Regions from separate parts of the Danio rerio genome. Here region 1 is linked to region 2. The links are chromatin contacts, called in public Micro-C maps. All regions are on one chromosome and are shown on one strand. Each heading gives the region's core, a stretch centred on a gene start, on an enhancer-like site or on the middle of the called end of the contact. The rest is flanking DNA. Distances are from core to core; before and after follow the strand shown.

Evidence for each region. Hi-C and Micro-C count contacts between places; a contact is called where the count stands out from the background.
Region 1: a contact with region 2 is called in a Micro-C map of caudal fin, with 1.8 times the contacts expected there. The contact joins the promoter of si:ch211-110e21.3 here to the promoter of alyref in region 2. A contact is called at or near these places in 1 of 18 Hi-C or Micro-C datasets (caudal fin) and 2 of 4 datasets of contacts at active chromatin or transcription factors (embryo and gastrula embryo).

The regions. Positions count from the first base shown.
Region 1 is chr3:64,821,593-64,826,186 of GRCz12tu, forward strand. si:ch211-110e21.3 reads left to right here and starts at 1,676. Exons shown (of 3, transcript NM_001302615.1): 1 at 1,676-1,823. All of the region lies in intron 7 of recql5 (RecQ helicase-like 5), which reads right to left.
Region 2 is chr3:64,692,588-64,696,744 of GRCz12tu, forward strand. alyref (Aly/REF export factor) reads left to right here and starts at 2,535. Exons shown (of 6, transcript NM_001105108.1): 1 at 2,535-2,904. The coding sequence starts at 2,644.

The DNA of each region.
Region 1 (4,594 bases), core at 426-2,925, 130 kb after region 2:
AAGGAAAAGTGTCATGCTTTCAAACAGCCTGTTCACACTTATTAAGTGTGAAAGTTTGTTCTGTTTGGCAGAAAGAGCACTATAAATACACTCAGCATTTTTGAGCCACACTTTACCATAAAAACTAAACCGTCTTAAAGCCATTTTAAAGGCTACAATCATAGACTGGTGCCAAAAGAGCTGCTCTGAGTATTTCAAAAACTGCTGATTTAAAGAGATTTTCACAAACAACCATCTTTAGGGTTTACAGAGAATGGTCTGAATAAGAGGAAATATCGAGTGAGCGGCAGTTCTGTGGGCGCAAATGACTTGTTGATGTCAGAGGAGAATGGCCAGACTGGTTCCAGCTGATAGAAAGGCAACAGTAACTCAAATAAGCACTCGATACAACCGAGCTCTGCAGAAGAGCATCTCTGAACACACAACACGTCTAACCTTGAGGCGGATGGGCTACAGCAGCAGAAGAGCACACCGGGTGCCGCTCCTGTCAGCTAAGAACAGGAAACTGAGGCTACAATTCACACAGGCTCACCAAAACTGGACAATAGAAGATTGGAGAAACGTTGCTGCTCTGATGAGTCTCCATTTCTGCTCACACATTCGGATGGTCGGGGCAGAGTTTGGCCTCAACAACATGAAAGCATGGAGCCATCCTGCCTTGTATCAGTGGTTCAGGCTGGTGGTGGAGGTGTAATGGTGTGTGGGGATTTTCCTGGCACACTTTGGGCTCATTAGTACCAATTGAGCATCAACGCCACAGCCTACCCGAGTATTGCAGCTGACCATGTCCATCCCTTTATGAGCACAGTGTCTCCATCTTCTGATGGCTACTTCCAGCAGGATACACACCAAGTCATAAAGCTGAATCCTCTCAGACTGGTTTCTTGAACATGACGATGAGTTCACTGTACTCAAATGGCCTCCACAGTCACCAGATCTCAATCCAATAGAGCAGCTTTGGGATGTGGTGTAATGGGAGATTGGCATCATGGATGTGCAGCTGACAAAACCACAGCATGTGTGAAGCTATCATGTCAATATGGAGCAAAATCTCTAGTCATAAAACAGGTTTCATATGCAAACTATTGTTTTAATTTTTGTGAATATACAGTTTTCTCACTCTCTCTCTCTAATGGAAATGCTCATTATGGGAGGAGATGTTATTCTTTGAACTGTTTATTGCAGTAAATAAGTATTTTATAGTATGTAAATGTAAAGAAGAATGTATTTACTTACTGTGTATTTGTAAAGAAATTAAAAATAACTTTGTTTTTGTTTTGTTGATTTCAATAATGCATATCATTCAAATGCAAATTCTCTCACTCACTCACTCACTCACACACACACAAACAATTTCTATCTCACAGTCACACCCCACACACACACACACACACACACACACACACACACACACACACACACACACACACACACACACACACACACACACACACACACACACACACACACACAGTATAATTGCTCTCTTCTAACACAAAACAGTCTTTTTCAGAGGTCCCATTAAGACAAAGGAGGATAAAAAAAAATCTGTCTCCACTGTGAATTGAGGGGAGGAGAAAAGACAGAGCTGAAAGAAAAGAGGGAGGAGACCAACACGGTAAACACACAGGGAGAGAAAAAGAGAGAGAGAGAGAGAGAAGTAAAAGTGCACAGTTCAGTTATCATAGAGTCGCTATACTGGTAAAGTCAAACAGCGGAGGACAAACACACACAGCATGACACACACAAACACCACTTCAACAACAACTGCCTGACGGGACAGAGCTGAAACACACATATGCACACAAGTAAGAGGAGTTGAGGTAAGAGAGCTTTAACATCTGTTTCTCTCTATGTGTGTGTGTGTGTGTGTGTGTGTGTGTGTGTGTGTGTGTGTGTGCCTGTGAGAGTTCATGTTTGAGTGTGTGTGAGAGTGTGTGCATGTGTTTGTGTGTTCATGCAAGCGTGTTTGTGTGTTTATGTGGAAAAAGGCAACAAATCAACATAAACTGGAGGTGATAACGGCATGGTAATTTTATATTACGATTATAGTGACTAAAACGATCATGATTTTCAACATTATTAGCGCAGTGATGAAAAATTCACAGCACCAAGTGTTTTGTTAGCCTAAACTGTAGCTTTACCCTGCTGAAAAATCCAGCTTAAACCAGCCTAGGCTGGTTGGCTGGTTTTAGCTGGTCAACCAGGCTGGTTTAAGAGGGGTTTTGGCCACTTCCAGGCTGGTTTCCAGCATTTTCCAGCCTGGTCTTAGCTTGTCAGGCTGGAAAATGACCAGCTAAATCCAGCTTGACCAGCCTAGCCAGGCTGGGAGCCCAGCCAAAACCAGCTATGTCCAGCTTAAAACAGGTTGGTCAAGCTGGTTTTACCTGGATGTAGCTGGTTATTTTCCAGCCTGACCAGCTAAAACCAGGCTGGAAATGGCTGGAAACCAGCCTGGAAGTGGCCAAAACCCCTCTTAAACCATCCTGGTCGACCAGCTAAAACCAGCCAACCAGCCTAGGCTGGTTTAAGCTGGATTTTCTAGCAGGGTAACGATGCTAGCTAGATTTTAGATTAATAAAAACTGTTAAAAACAAAGCTATTACAAAACACTACACCTCACATTTCATCAGACACCATTTTAAAGAGAAATCATGGGTTGAAAAAGTCAATATTTACATAATACATTTAATAATTAGCCAGACATTTTATCTGAAAGCTCGATGATGACAATTTCTAGTGAGTCTATTGATTCCATAAATTATACAGACTTATTGTTAGAAGCTCTGGTTTTATTATTAATAGGCTAAGTTAATTTATTATAATCTTGTTATTCACTCCAAGAACAAACTATAAAGAACTATACTGTTTATATCACACAATAAAACATGTACTAAAAGACTTTAAAAAGACGATCTAAATGAAGATGTAACTCCGCCCTCTGACTGTAGGAGGCGCTTGCGGAACAAAACTGCGCTGTTGCCGTGGTTACCGCAGTACAAGAGATAAACACTGCTTTATTCTCCTTTATACTGAGGTAAGAGGAAAAGAAAACACCATCTCTGACATTTAGTTCCCTTCACAAACATGTTAATGTGATTCATTTATTCATATGTCATAGTATTTACCTCAGCAATCAAGTCTAAAATACCTCACGGTCGATTTCCTTCAAGTCTTCGTTCAAAACAAAACCAATTCTTCTGCGCCTGCGCAAAATTTAACGGCTTTGTTTACACTTTAATCGATATGGTTTTGATTATAATGCAAAATGTTAACACTAAAGTCATGTTTCATTAAATAAATCATGAAGGGAGGTTCATAAATGCGGTGAAATATTACCGTTTTGTTCTCCTTTACATTGAGGTAAGATGAAAAGAAAACTCTATACTTTATATTTAGGTCTCTTCAGAAACACATTCATGCGAGTCATTCATTCATGGCTCATATTATTTACCTCAGCAATCTGGTCTACAGGTTGTAAAATACCTCACGGTCGATTTCCTTCAAGTTTTCATTCATTCATTCATTTTCTTGTCGGCTTAGTCCCTTTATTAATCCGGGGTCGCTACAGCGGAATGAACCGCCAACTTATCCGGCAAGTTTTTCCACAGCGGATGCCCTTCCAGCCGCAACCCATCTCTGGGAAACATCTACACACACACACACTCATACACTACGGACAATTTACCCTACCCAATTCACCTGTGGGGGAAACCGGAGCACCCAGAGAACATGCAAACTCCACACAGAAACGTCAACTGAGCCGAGGCTCGAACCAGCTTGACCTTCTTGCTGTGAGGCGACAGCACTACCTACTGCGCCACTGCTACCGCCCTCAAGTTTTCATTCAAAATAAAACTAAGTCTTCTGCGCCTGCGCAAAATTCAACGTCTTTGTTTACACTTTAGTCAAGATAGTCTTGATTATAATGCGAAATATTAACACTAAAGTTATGTTCCATCAAATAAGTCGTGAACGGACATCTATAATTGCGGTTAAACATTAAATATAAACCTTTATAAATGATGACTGAATCATATGTTATTAATAATAATGACACATTTGGAAATCATGTTTTGGGGCATTTTAAAATACAGTTGATAGTATTTATTATTTAAAGCACCAAAGAGTATTTGTTTGCTTGTAAACACAATTGTGCCATGTAAATATGCCCGAGAAATTGATTGAAAATATTCTGACTCCTTGTATTGAAATCGTTAGTTTGTTTACGCTTCACAATAAGGCTCCATTAAAGTTAACATTAATTAAACTAACCTGGCAATGACCACTTTATCAGGTACATCTCACTAGTACCGGGTTGGACTCCTTTAACTGCCTCAATTCTTCATGTCAGATTCAACAAGCTACTGGAAATATTCCTCAGAGATTTTGCTCCATATTGACATGACAGCATCACGCAGTTGCTGCAGATATGTCTGCTGCACATCCATGATGCCAATCTCCCGTTCCACCACATCCCAAAGATGCTCTATTAGATTGAGTTCTGGCGACTGTGGAGGCCATTTGAGTACAGCGAACTCATTGTCATGTTCAAGAAACCAGTCTGAGATGATTATATATATATAAACACACA
Region 2 (4,157 bases), core at 1,285-3,784:
AAATGAGTAAATAGTGAATAAATGTTCATTTTTGGGTGGCTATCTCTTTAAGCAGTTTAGTAGATGGATGCATTTAGTACAATTTATGTCTTGGCAAACAATGAATGGCAAGCATCAAAATCATGGTTCAGTCATTTGATATGAATGAAAGATATATGAAATAATAATGTTTAAACTAAAGCTTTCGCATTTGCCATCCGCATTTAAACTCGACATGATCTACATTTTGGAAACCCTCAATATGGTCCGTTTTTATTGGTTAATGCTGTGAAAGATGCACTTTAGGTAAGCTCATGACATAATGATCCCATTCTCACTACTCTGTAGATCAGTGGTTCTCAAACTTTTTTCATCAAGGACCACCTCAGAAAACAGTTGTCTCTCCAAGTACCACCATACAGAGCAGTATTGAAGTACAGTAGCATAGTTGGCCCAGTAAAGCAGCTACAGGTTTGCACAGTTCAAAAATGTGGCAGATTAATTCCTACTATTAAGAATATTTATTATTGTCAGTCACAATGTTCACAATAGTCTGAACATTAACACTGTACTGGGCTTATTTGTAAAAAAGAAAAAAAAAACTAAAAAACTTCAGCATTTAAATCAAAATGTTCGTTTAAAAGTTAAAAATAGTAGGTTACTGTTCTTAATTTGTTTTTGTTTTAAATCCTGTACTTAAAGGTAAAGAACACCTGGAAATGTTGTCTGGATCTCAGAAATATAGGCTATATGTCATCATATATTTAAATAAAAAACCCTTTTGGATATATTTTGAAATATATGTAGCATGTACATATGACATATTTGATTCCTCCACGTACCACTAGAAGGAAGCCCGTAGATAATACCACTCCACAAGACGTAAATCTTTCTCAGAAGCTCTTATTAAACATTATACTTATGCTACATGTCTTTTCATAAATTTGTACATGGTGGGTACCTATTTAAAATATGCAGACAATATGCAGGTTTAGGTCAGGGCTGTGGGCAGCCATTTTAATGTTTTCAGCTTCGATGAACTGCTTTCATTAAATGTAATTAAAATATTCTTGTTTATGTTCTTTTGTTTGTTTGTTTTGCCAAAGGATATCACTAGTCCCTCACACTGCGATCTTGATAATCTTTTCTTCAGTCTCTTCCACAGTTTTATTCAGGTTTAGGTCAGGGCTGTGTGCAGCCATTTTAATGTTTTCAGCTGCAATGAACTGCCTCCATTAAATGTAATTTAGATATTCTTGTTTTTGTTTCTTTGTTTGTTTGTTTGTTTTGCCACAGGATATCACTAGTCCCTCACACTGTGATCTTGGTGATGTTTTCTTAATTCTCGACCACAGAGTTTCATTCAGGTTTAGGTCAGGGCTGTGGGCTGCTATTTTAATGATTTCATCTTGGATGAACTGCTTCGATTTATGTTATTTTAATATTCTTGTGTTCATTATTTGGTTTGTTTGCCACAGGACATTAATAGTCCCTCACACTGTGATCTTAATAATCTTTTCTTCAGTCCCTTCCATAGAGTTTCATTCAGGTTTAGGTAAGGACTGAGAGCTACCATTACAATGTTTTCAGCATCGATTAACTGCTTTGATTAAATGTTATTGAAATATTCTTGTTTTTGTTTGTTTGTTTGTTTGTTTTGCAACAATACATCAGCAGTCCCTCATACTGATTGGTTATTAACATTCATGAGTTTCTTCTGTTGAACATAATGATAGTTTAAAGAAAGCTGAAAACCTGTAACCATCGACATCCATAGTAGATTTCCAGCTTTCCTCAAAATATCTTTTGTGTTCAAACAAAAACTCAAAGAAAACGTTGAATCAAGTGGAGAAGACTCAATGATTCATTCATTCATTTTTTTGTCAGCTTAGTCCCTTTATTAATCCAGGGTCGCCGCAGCAGAATGAACCGCCAACTTATCCAGCACGCAGCGGATGCCCTTCCAGCCGCGACCCATCTCTGGGAAAGGACTCAATGATGACAATTTTAATTTTGAGTGAACTATCCCTTTAACAAGGGCTGTTCCCATTCATCGAATCTTTAGTTTTAGCTTACCGCTAGCTAGCATGTTTGAATTTTGAATAAAGAAGGTTAATAGGAGATAATGTCCATGTAAACATGAGACAACCTAAATATACCATTTTAGAAAGAACATATGCAAAAATTTACTTCACTGCCCAATATCTCTAATTTGAAGGCTGGTTTAAAAAAGTTTTTTGAAACTCTTAAAGGACTTTTAAATCGAAAAGCAACCAAAACTGCACTCCATACATACATATACTTCAAAAACTAAACCCTCTCTCGTTTTCATTTCTTTGTAGTTGAATTTTATTTACATATCTTATTTCTCTTCCATAATGTGAATAACTTGATTGTAATATTTGATATGCTTTCGATTGTAAAATCTTCAGCATATATAATTAAAAAAAAATTATAACTTCGCTCATTTCGGTCATTTCAACCGGAAGTTGTCGACTCTCCAAACCTACGTCATCAGCTTGCCGCTATAAACTTGGCTCCGGCGGCACTGCGTTGTTTCCTCTCGTGCGAGTGAGCGGTAGTGCAGGGACAGTGTAGTACTTCATCCGTGCTGATTTAGTGTTTTAGCTAACTGCAGTGTTTAGCGTTAACAAAGGCCAGACAATGGCAGACAAGATGGATATGTCCTTAGACGACATCATCAAGCAAAACAGACAGCGCGGGGGTGGAGGCGGCCGCGGAGGGAGAGGAGGCCGCGGGGGGCGCGGAGCCACAACCGGCGGCGGCCGCGGAGGAGGTGGCGGCGCCAGCGGACGGCTCGGAAATACAGGCGGAGGATTTGGAGGCCGCGGCGGGGGTTCGGGCCCCATGAGGAACCGCCAGAACCTGAGCCGCGGAAGAAGCAGACCGACACCGTACAGCAGGGTAGGAGAAAGCGGAGAAAATCATGGGCGCATCCACATGCCTGGGTGAAGTCCCGTTTTTTGTCTTTCTAGGCTGCCAGCAAACATGGCGGCTAGCTCGCTGTTCATGCCCCTGGAGCTCTCCTCCGGGAGTGTAGATCGGGCAAGCTCGGTAGATATATATTGTGCTTAATCTGTTCTCTCCCTAAGCCCATTGTCTCGCCATGATCTCCAAACATCCCCGGGCGGCTTTGTGGATCTCCGGTCCCGCGACGCCATTTTGGAGATGCTCCCATTCAGCGTAACCTTACGCTTTCTTTGTTTTCGACACCATCCAACGCTCTCGTCTCTTCACGTGGTCTACTTTGGCTGTTGAGAAGATCCTCTCAACCTGTATGTGTTTTTGTGCTTTTCAACCACTTTTGGTCCTCGCTGGAGTCTGGCTTTTGTTTGGGAGGGGTTTTCATGGTCGAATATCCTTGAAAGCAGAAAGATAGTTGCGTAATGTCGGAGCCAAAGAGGATTAACAGACTTTTTCCCACATCTTTGTCCTCCACTGAAGGTGAAATGCGATGAAAGTGAAGATTCTCCTCTTCTAATAATTAATCTGAGCTTAGTGAGGGCTTTATTTATATAAGCGCGTCAAAATGGCGTGGCTTCAAAATGGACGCTCCAAAGAGGCTTCAGATGCCGACCAGCCATGGACATTTTTTGATCGCCTTGCGTTATTTTTGGACTTTAATGAGCTCCTCTTCGACGGGGAACCCGAGGAACGTCAAGATTCAGCCATGGAGGCCTGCTGGAGTCGTGTGGAGTGAACGGCAAGAGACTCTTGGGTTGATAGTGGCCTGTTCACTGGCTGCGAGGAGGGAGGGAGAGCACTGGGGGATTCTGCTGTTAGCAGCAATAGCACACAACGCATTCACTCCCTAAAACATGCTGTTTTAAATGTTTAGGCCTTTAAATTAACCCTCTGGTTTTACAACTTTTTTTCCAAAGTCAATTTTAGGGTTGCACGGTTTACCGGTACTGTGGAAGTATCACGATACTATCGCTCCAAAATAATGGCGGTGCCATTGTAGTTTGTAAACGCTAGTATCGTCATTAACGGTCTATCTACAATACATGTTGCATGTGGAAAACTCACTAAAATGCTCACCATTTTAAGTCCGTAGAGCCCATTAAGGTTACACGTTTTCAGACGTTTTAAACGCACACCTAAATCAGTTCATTTCTGTTCTTGAAAATAAACCACATGAAATTTTGAATTACTTT